2 separate regions of the Oryctolagus cuniculus genome follow, and region 2 is linked to region 1. The links are chromatin contacts, called in public Hi-C maps. All regions are on one chromosome and are shown on one strand. The core of a region is the stretch at or near the end of the contact, and the rest is flanking DNA. Distances in the headings are between cores, read along the strand shown. Region 1 has its middle 53 kb from the start of AMOTL1. Region 2 holds the start of CWC15 (CWC15 spliceosome associated protein homolog).

Region 1 (5,280 bases), core at 2,318-4,817:
TTTCCCCAGCATGAAGTGGGTAGAGGCCAGAGATGCTGCTAAACATTTACGATGCAGATGCAGTCCCACTTCTTTAGCATCACAAAGTCATCTGTCCAAAATGTCAATCATGCTGGCTTCAAGCTTCGAGAGGGAGAGATAGAGGGCCAGATAATGTGAATGAAATGCAGAAAGTGGAGAGAGAAGGGGTGCACACAGAAATGGTGTTGGAATGATTCCCAAGCTGCATGAGGAAAAAGTTGGTGGGTTAATTGCTCCTACTCTGATCCAACACCTCTTTACAGCACCTTAACACTTCCATGTATTTTTTTAAAGATTTATTTTATATATTTGAAAGACAGAGTTACAGAGAGAGGCAGAGACAGAGAGAGAGGTCTTTCATCCACTGGTTCACTCCCCAGATGGCTGCAACAGCCAGAGCTGTGCCGATCTGAAGGCAGAAGCCAGGAGCTTCTTCCAGGTCTCCCATGTGGGCGCAGGGGCCCAAGCAATTGGGCCATCCTCTGCCATTGCAGAGAGCTAGACTGGAAGAGGAGCAGCCAGGACTTGAACCGGCACCCATATGGGATACCGTCACTTCAGACCAGTGCTTTAACACACTGCACCACAGTGCCGGCCCCACATCTATGTATTTTAACCATTGGCTTACACGTAGACTTGTCCCTTGTTAGACTGTGGATTCTTCCAGAGCAGGTACTGTGTAATGAAGTGTGTCCAGGACTTCACCCAGTGCCTGGATCACATGGTAGAAACATCAGAAAGTACACAGGTGGAGGATAGGTGGATATAATTTCCCTCACCCCTCCCCAATAGAAGGGCATCTTGGTGTAGCCTTGAGTGCATTATATTGCTACCTATAGAAGCACTTTCTTTTTTAAAAAAAATTACTTATTTCTTTGAAAGGCAGAGTTACACAGAGAGAAGGAGAGAGAAAGAGAGAGATAGAGATAGAGAGAGAGAGAGAGAGAGAGAGAGAGAGAGATCCTCCATCTGCTGATTCATTCCCCAAATGGCTGGGGCTGGGCCAGATCAAAACTAGGAGCTAGGAGCTTCATCTGGATCTCCCCCATGGGTGCAGGGGCCAAAGCACTTGGGTCATCCTCTGCTGCCCTCCCAGGCACATTAGTAGGAAGTTGGATTAGAAGCAGAGCAGCCAGGACTTGAATGGGTGCTGGGATACCGGCATCCCAGGCAATGGTTTAACCCATTACCCCACAATGCTGGCTCCTACAGAAACATTTCTTTAAACTAAGGTGCAGCAACGTGTTGAGCACAGTTTGTCACCAGAGCTTATGGCTTTAGAAAGAGCCTGTCCTCGGGCAGCAGGAGGGTTTCCTTCACGTCCCGCAGTGGCTTACAAAGCTGCACACACCTCCTCCCTGACAGTATCCATTCGTCATACAGTACATTGTCAAGGCAGAATAGTTGATGCTGAAAGCAGAGTGGCTGTGTTTCCACAGGATGCAGTGCATCCGGGGTGGGGGAGAGGGGCGCCACAGATAAACCCTACAGATGATAAACCCTACAGCTCTCTTTGAATTTTATAGACTTATCTGTTAATCTCCAGTGTCTTAGGGAAAAACTCCTTGTGATGTGAGCAAATTCCACCTGGTCTTTGGTTGGTCATTTCCTCTCCCTTCAGGATGTCCGGGCCTGATAAGCTCTCAATGCAGATGCCAATCAAGCCTCACCCTGAGACCACTACAAGAGTCTTAGGTGACAAAGCACATTCTACACAAAGAGTTAATGCCCAGACTCTATAAAGCTTACAAATCAGACAGGAAGAGATAAGTGATTCAACAAAACTATCGACTAGGGATACAGACAGGCAATGCACAGAAGCATAAACCCAAATGGCCCCTAAATATCTGAAAAAGGTGTTCACCTTCACTGGGGATCAGGAAAATGCTAATTAAAACACCAAGATACCGTTTCACACCTGTAATGCTCACAAAAATTAAAATGTGGAATACTAAGAGTTGGTGAGAACCTGGGGAAACAGGAATGCTCATATGTTGCTGTTGAGAACATAAGTCAGTACAACCATTCTGGAGGGTAATTAGACAATGTGTGGTCCGATTGAGACGATTCAAGACCTTTAGTCCAGGGCCCAAGGTTGTTCACTGCAGCTTTGTTGGAACACTATCAGAAACAACATAAATGCCATCAGCAAGAGAATGGCTAGGCAGAATGGAATGCTATTCAGCAGTTAAGGTGAATGAATCTATCCGTACTAAAATAGCATTTATATAGGCCCAAAACCTCATCAAATGAATCATATGCACAGAATGAAAAAAAAAAGTATAAAAATCTTAAACAGCCAAAATAATGCTTTTCAGTACATATTGATGTATAAGTAATAATAGTCTTAAAAAACACAGACACAGAGGTCGCCTGCCCAATTCAGGACACTGGTTATCTCTGGTGAGGGAAAATGGAATGGAGAATGAGCTTATCTGTAAAATGAGGAGCAAAAGAGAAAAAAATTCTCTGTCACCCTCCTGGTCTGTGCTTCAGCCTCTCCACCCTGCTGGGCCCCAAGAGGCCAACATTTCTGCTTCCCAGCCCTCTGGCTTCCTGTTTGGTTTCATCCAACAGGGAATAGGGCCAGAGATGGAAAGGATTGGGAAAGGGTAGCCGGGGATTTTATGTTTTTATTTCTACATTCTCTTTCTCCCTCTCCCTCTCCCTCTCCCTCTCCCTCTCCCTCTCCCTCTCCCTCTCCCTCTCCCTCTCCCTCTCCCCCTTCCCTCCCCTCCTCTTCCCCCTCCCCCTCCCTCTCTGCAGGTAACAATACCTGACCTTGTCCTTGTACTATGCTGAGGCTTCCTCCACTCTTGTGATTTTCCTTGATTACTTCTTGGTTGCATAATTCCTGTGAGAGTCCTTCTTCATACAAAAGTATTGAGGTGCGTACTATAGACTGTGCAGCAATTTTTGTATTTTAAAAACAAAAAGTTTACAAAAGGAGAAGAAAATGGGATTAGAGATAGAAGGCATTGAAAGGGAAGAAGCCAAAAAGTATGAAAAAGCTTCCTCAAATTGGGGCTACCGTGAGGAACTCGACAGTAGTATACGTAAGGACGCTAATGCTTGTGTTGTTTTGGTCAATCACGTCTCACTGGGACTCCCACACTCCTACAAAGACACAACCTGCAGCGTCCATCCCACGCCTCATCACTGACTTTATACGTAATGGGGAGAATGCTCTACACTTGCAACTGAATCTCTCTGGTTGGTTTTGTTCCACGAACATGACTGCGGGTTCCCACTCTGTCGCCCATTGCTCTGGATGCTGGTGGCACAGGCTTGTCAGAGCCCGTCCTGCTCTCCAGAGCTGTGCTGCCTGGCAGGATGGGCCATCTCCTTATGAAGAGGAATCTAAGAGCTTTGCTCAGGTCTCAGGAACACAAGTGGAACTCAGGGAAGGCTTCCTTGTGCAAATGAAGCCTAGGCTGAGGCTTATGGGGACAGCGTCACTGTCACTCATTTCCTAAACAGCTGCTGAACACAGTGTTATGTGATCCCGACACAGGTCCTGGGAAGGAACAGCCGGTCTGCACCCCCAGAGTGGCACCGTCCAAGAGCGCATGGTGATAAGCGGAAGGTTCCACGTGGTGCTACTGGCCACAGGTACTTATTAAGTACTTGAACTGTTGCAGTTGTGACGAAAGAACTGAATTTTAAACTCTATTGGTTAACTCCAATTTTAAAAGCTACATATGGTTAATGGTGACCCTATTCGTCAGCTCAGGGTCACAATCTACTGGAGCAGACTGCAAATTATAACCACAGTGACCAACAAGGGCAGTTATGCCATCTTTTTTGTCTCATACAATAAACATTTTTGAGAGTCTATTATGAAGGTACCCAAAAAAGTTTGTGGAGAAATGGATTAAGAGGTAAGTTTATATTGGTGAAAAACTTTTTTTTTTTTTTTTTTTGACAGGCAGAGTGGACAGTGAGAGAGAGAGACAGAGAGAAAGGTCTTCCTTTGCCGTTGGTTCACCCTCCAATGGCCGCTGCGGTCGGCGCGCTGCGGCCAGCGCACCGCGCTGATCCGATGGCAGGAGCCAGGTGCTTCTCCTGGTCTCCCATGGGGTGCAGGGCCCAAGCACCTGGGCCATCCTCCACTGCACTCCCTGGCCACAGCAGAGAGCTGGCCTGGAAGAGGGGCAACCGGGACAGAATCTGGCACCCCAACTGGGACTAGAACCCAGTGTGCCGGCGCCGCAAGGCGGAGGATTAGCCTAGTGAGCCGCGGCGCCGGCCTGTGAAAAACTTTTAAAAACTGTTCATATGCAGGGTCTTTTAAAAGCTGATGGAAAGATGTGTATTACGAGAAGCCATACATCAATTTAAAACTACTTTGCCCCAAAGTAAACCTATCTTGTAATTCATTTTCCATGAACTTTTTAAAGTACCCTGTATGTGCTGGCACCATGATAGGAAGATAACTAGACCCTGGCCCCTGGCAACAAGGGGACCATAACACTCTGGGATTCTCACACCAGCCAGGTCAAATCCCCCATGTGGAGAAACCTTTTGTAACATGTAGAACACTGAGACATAAGTACATCTCAGTGGAAAGTCATGATCTCTACAAGCACAGAGCCAGGAGCGTTTGCCTAGTTGGGACTATGCTGAACCTCAGAATCTTCATTGGGAACATCAGGAGAGGACAGGTTTGCATACTTATGTACATATGTAAGTGTTGGAAATGAGCCTTCAACTTTGAGCTAAACGAAGACTCGGAAGGATTTGCTGGTAACGTACCGACATGGCGGGTGGGAACCACACCCAGTTCACGCATCGCTTATACACTTACATAAAGCAACTGCATAAGACACACCAGGCATTCTGATACCAGTTCCCCATTAAGGCGGAATTGAAAGCCGCTCTTAGCGTGCGTGGCTTAAATTCCTGGCCCCGTCTGACTGATCTTTGTGAGTCTCCCTTTGTTCTTATCAGGGCACGAGCAGTACCATCTGTGCGGGGACGTACCTCCTCCTTCAGAACTCTTCATTTCCCTCTGAACTTCTGCACTCGCTCATGGCAGCTCTCTCAGCCACTTCCAGGAAAGGTTCTGGAAGATGCGGCTGGGCCTCTGGCTCTAAATTGGGCCCTCTGCACCTGTACCTACATTCTCTACAGTCCTTCCTTCTTCCTGTGAAGTAAGCCGCCTTCTCAGTGTGGGTAACAGGAGGGGTTTACAAGTCCTTTAGACAGGGAGTCAGCTCTAGCTGCAACTCAATTCCTGGATTATGCAGCACATGGCAC
Region 2 (5,429 bases), core at 1,668-4,167, 320 kb after region 1:
AGTTTAACATTGAGCTTAGGGCTGCATTTGAACAATAGTGAGTGAAAACAAACACATGTGACTTCTTAAATACAAAAGCATAAAAATATATTTCAGAAAAATGCAGTAAAAAATGACTAGATAAGAGGTGAAAGTAGGAAATGAAACATACGTCTGTTAAAGGATCATCTGCGTCAAGGTTGGCAGCAGGAATCTGGTCTAACCGAGGCTTCTTGGATACTGAAGAGGAAGTTGTATGTTCTGGGGGTAGGCAAACATCACCTAGTTACTGACACACGTTTCTTACGATTCAGGGACTCATGGGCACAAAACAATCACACTAAAAGCATCCCAGCAGCAGGGCTCATACAGTGGCTAGCAGATAAGCATTTGGATAAATATTTATCGAATGACTTAATGAAAGCACTGATTTTATACAGGAACTGCGGCCTCAGGAAATTCAGGGAATAGTTTATACATGTTGGGAACCTAAACCTGATCATCACTTCTAGGCTAGTTAAGAAAGCACTGTAATTCACACTAATACTTAAAAGCAAACAAACAGAAATATTAACAGTTTCTAATTAACACATAAAAAAATATGGAGAACATAATTTTATGAGACAAACGTTTGGGATAGCGTTAGTACCCCGGGTTGGACGATCCCTATTTTTCTCTCTGGCAGCAGCTCTCTCTCTCTCTTCCAGCTCTCTCCTGAAGTCCCGGTTACGAACCTCTTCAGGGGCATCCTGAGTAGTTTGCCTAAATTATAAACCAATCAGGGTCAAAAGGTTACTAGAAAGAAAAAAATACATGGCTGTAGCAATGAAATATAATTCATCACAGCAACTTTGTCCTTTAAGCCTAAGAGGAAAGTTGTCAGAATTATGACACAATCTGAAGGTTGAACTGCATACTTTCCCATAATACAGCTACAGATTTATTATAATGTCCTTAATTTTTTGAACTATGCACTTGGCTCAGTGGTTATGGTGTTGTTTGGGACACTCCATAAAGGAGTGTCTGGGTTTGAGACTCATCTTTATTCTCCATTCCAGCTTCCCAGTAATGTGAACTCTGGAAGGCAGAAGGTGATGGTTCAAGTACTCAGGTCCCTGTCATCTACCACATGGGAGACACAGATTGAGTTCTTGGTTCCTGGCTTAAGTATGGCCCAGCCCTGACAGTTGCAGGCGTTTGGGGAGTGAACCAGCAGATGGGGGATCTCTTTCACTCCGCTCTTCAAATAAAATAAATAATTTTTTCCCTAAAAGCAGGTATTTAATTGTTGTATTATTAGAAATTCAGGGCCTGTTACAGTAACGCTTTCAATGTCATGTTGACTAATGCTGGTAAGTGCATAGTTTCTCTGAGATAATCCACTAGCTACCATTCCATCTCCATATGGAAACTCCTGGATAATAAGAATTTGGGCTGCAGGAAGGGGATAGAACTTTAAAATCACAGAGTGTAATTTTGATGTTAAACTTTCTATTGTATTCTATTCCTCTGAAAATGGTAACTGAAGTGATACAATTCAAACCTACCCCTACTACACATCATGGCCATGCTTTTCAACAGATTAGGCCTATTTCATGAGCAAGAAAAAGCTGCGAGTCTTTATACCTATATTTTATCTTTGTATGGGAAGGTAAGTCTCGGCTGGAATACTGCTTTGAGAGTTGGCTCAGATCACCTTCCCCTTTTCCTCTTCCACCTCTTGCAGGTTCAAAAGTTGGTCTGGCTGCTGTCGTCATCTTTGACGCTATGGGGGAAAACAAAGTTGTTTCTAATGCGACATACTTTCACTGTGTAAGGTACTAAACAAATATCCATCCTTGTGAAATAATCTCAAAACTTGCTTCAATAACCCTCCCAAACCAAAGTTCTGAAGGAAACCAATTATGAGGTGCAAGGGCAGCTTTTATCTCACACCAAAAATTCTGTGGTGAAGACCTGAGTTTCTGCTCCTGTTCCCCTTCTGTGTGGCCTTGGACAAGTGACCAATCTTTCATTTATAGAATGGGGCTATTCCTCAAAGAATTATGAGATCCCACATGTCAAAGCCCTAAAAGTTCTCAGTTTAAACCTTAGTTTAAATGTCCTTAAGGAAAAGACAAAAAGAAAGAAAATTTAAAAATCACTGACAAACTCTTAAGTGTCCCAGAGGTAAGTGTGCTGAAAATCAGTGGGAAACATTCTCCAACAATCTTGTGGATTCGATTTTCTCCTGGGACAGTCCTCACAACATACACGTCAGGCTACAATTTAAGAAATGCTCCAATGACAGAAACCTAATCCTCAAAGGAATCTGATAACGGAAAGAATACTGCCCAGCTGATGGGGCTACTAAGAGCCCAAAAGCCCGTTAACGTCAGAAAAGCAAGTGTCTGGGGAGGGTGCAGAAGACGGCAGGATTATTTTGTATGCTTCCCTCGGTTTCCAAAAGGCCGTGAAAGCCTGCGTAAGGAGAGAGAGAAGCAGGTTTTCTAGGGTCGGGGGCGCCGCCGCTTCCCAAAAGCTTCAGGTTGATCACTCCGGCCGCCCGGGAGCCCGCCTTTCGCCTGGCTGGCCTGCTTCAAGCCCCGGCTTAAAGCCACAGAGGGCAGAGCTTCGTTCCGCGCTGGAGGCCGGGGGCTGCGGGCGCGCCCGGCCGGCACCGGGCTCCACCGCCCGTCCGCGGCTCCCGGTCTTTCCCGCCGGCGCTCGGCACTCGGCCAACGCCAACTCTGACCCCGACTGCCGTCTCCCACGCCACCCGGATAAGAAACACAAACTGCTCTCCCCGTGCCGCTCACCTAGGAAGACGTCCGATACTACACTCACGGAAAATCATACAGACGCCATTGTGCTTGATAGCTCCCAGAAACCTCTGCGCCCAGGGCCAAAGCCCAAGACCCGGAAGCAAAACCCGAGCATTTTTAACCGCCCCAAAGAGGTGGCGGCAACGACCAATCCTCAGAGGCCAAAGTGGAAGTCGGTGTGACGACATCAAGGGGCGGGGCTGAAACGGCCCAGGGGGCGGGCATTTGAAATCAGTGCTTTAGAGCAGACCTTGAACATCATCTTACGCTTTCGAGAGCCAGTTACTTAATGTCTCTTCCGTCTTTCCCTTCCCCAACCCCCCCTCCCAGACTCCTTCATTCCGGCACTGCGTGGATGGAAAACCCGGTGTAGCCGACACCACATCCATGGCTAGCGGGAGAGAGCGTGCAAAGGGATTTCACCAAACAGTTTAAATCCAACGATTCTGTTTCCATCCTTTCTCCTGAGCTAGAGCCAACAAGCCTAGAAAACTAGGCTGCGGAAACACTAGTGTTTTCATTTAATTGGATATGAAGAAAGAACAAATATGTGCGGGGGCAACCACGATCTTTATAAAGGTACCATTCCTGCAAAAATATTAGACTTCACAGCAAAGGTTGTATTCGTATTGTTTGCTAAGTTTTTTTTTTTTTTTTCCCTTTAAAATGCCCTTAAGTTCTGTGAGAGGGGAGATGTCAGCATTAGCGTTTACGACCTTGAACGTTTAGAACGGTGGGCCCAACCGCCAGTGGCACGGGGTGGAATTATTAAGATGGCTACTGATGCATTAGGGGAGGTTGTAGTAAGACCAGGAAAAGGCAAAAAGTAAATCACCAGTCGTTTTTCTTTCTCCCCTGAGAAACAAGCACTCTGAGAGCAGGGATCTTGTTTGTTTAGTCCTTCCTGGTAGAGTGTCACACATGGTAGTATCCTGCGCAGTATTTGTTAAACCAGTGAAAATTTAAGTTTTCCCAATTTAGTGTCAAAATTGAACATTGAAGGATTTTTCCTGAAAATTCTTTCTTTGAAACTTTTAAGTGAAACCAATGTAGAAAAAGCGCCTTCCTCTGTAAGGTTCAAGTTGGAAAATTTTGTGTGTGTTTGCTTTTTCTTTCAAATATATTCCTCCCCAAGTCCTGCACATCAGTAAAGGATGCAGCCATCACACTAGTTACTCAAACCAAAAACCCCAGGGCACCTACTTAACAGTTGCTTTTGCTTCACTATTCACATCCTGTTCCTTCGCAAGTCTTGTCAAAATTTACCCTAAATTCCATTCCACAATCATGATCTCATCAAAACCACCATCATCTTCCACCTGGATAGTGATTAATCATAGCTAGCATTCCTCACTTGCATAAAACCCCCTGCACTTAGATTAAAGACCACCTTTCTCACCGTGGCCTGTGGAGTCTGGCTCCTGCCTTATCTCCCTGATTTCACTCTGAAGCAGTCATTGTTACACACCAGACTCTCCATGGCTGGAGGTGCAGCTACGTGGGCATTTCTGTTTCATAAAATAAGGCAGGATTGGTCCTTACCTTAGAACTTTATAGTGGCTTTTCTCTGTTGCCTATAGTCCAAGATAACTGTTGCCATCCTTCAAGTAGCAGTTCAAATGCTACCTCCCCAGGGAGATTTTCCCTGACCTCTGCATTTGCATCCCCGCCCCTCCAGCATGCAAAGTCGTATCATTATCCTGCTTCATACCAGTGAATACTACCTGAACCTGTTCTGTTCCTTCTTTATTGCTTTGTTGCTTGTCTGAGAGGCAGCATAGCAAAGCCATTAAGCGAAAGCCCGACTGTCTTGGTTCTAAACTCCAGTTCTGCCCTTTTGTAGCTGTATAACCTTAGGCAAGTTATTTTCCCTTTCTAATGCGCTCAGTTTCCTCATGTATAAAATGGAGAAAATTCTAGTTCCTACTTCATAATGTGACTGTAAGAATGAATATTTGTAAAGTGCTTAGAACTGTCTCAGCAAATAATACTTGCTAAGTAAATGTTAGCTATTATTATTAATATTATTTTATTATTGTTGTCTATCTTCTTGTATTAGAACATAAGTTCCAGGAAAGCAGGAATCTTGTCTGTCTTGCTCACTGGTGTGTTCTCTGCATATAGAGCTGTGCCTGACACTTAATAGGTGCTGAGTAAGTATTTTCTGAATGAATGAATGAATGAATGATGCACTATGAAATAGAGGAATGTAGCAGCGATGGCAAGATGGTAACACAATTATAGCAAATAGTTTTTATGTTCCAGCTGCCCTTTTCAACCCTGCATGAATCACTTTAATCTGTTTAATTCACAGCCCACTGCTCCATCTTTTGACTGCTAACTGCTACTCTATAATTTCATTAGCACCAACATCTAACATAATCAGTCCACAAAAACTAAGAGCTTTTGACCTATTGACCTGAAAGTATTAAAAGAAACTACATATGACATGAAAGTACTAATAGGAAAAAGTTCTGATTTATTTCAACAGTTTGAAAGTATCAGAAAGGAAAAAATATGTTTACTGAAGACTTAACATTCACCCTATCATTTAACTCTGCTGGCCAAAATCATATAACCTCCCAAGAACTCTTATTTTAAATGTATTATTACCATAATATAGTTGAGCTTTTGCGTCTGCAGTCG

Evidence for each region. Hi-C and Micro-C count contacts between places; a contact is called where the count stands out from the background.
Region 2: a Hi-C map of embryonic fibroblasts shows a contact between it and region 1, with 2.2 times the contacts expected there. The contact joins the promoter of CWC15 here to the enhancer-like site in region 1. A contact is called at or near these places in 5 of 6 Hi-C or Micro-C datasets (ear pinna, embryonic fibroblasts, psoas muscle and 2 more).

What each region holds. Positions count from the first base shown.
Region 1 is chr1:85,883,609-85,888,888 of mOryCun1.1, forward strand. No RefSeq gene overlaps it. Among named protein-coding and RNA genes, the nearest start is that of AMOTL1, 53 kb to the right of the region's middle. Within about 2 kb of position 3,568, at least 1 of the 8 cell types and tissues checked has an H3K27ac peak or open chromatin away from gene starts, as enhancers often do.
Region 2 is chr1:86,202,789-86,208,217 of mOryCun1.1, forward strand. It overlaps CWC15 (CWC15 spliceosome associated protein homolog), which reads right to left and starts at 2,918. Exons shown (of 7, transcript XM_002708624.5): 1 at 2,778-2,918; 2 at 1,606-1,744; 3 at 629-741; 4 at 152-240. The coding sequence starts at 1,736. KDM4D (lysine demethylase 4D) reads left to right here and starts at 2,997. Exons shown (of 3, transcript XM_002708442.4): 1 at 2,997-3,362; 2 at 4,843-4,936.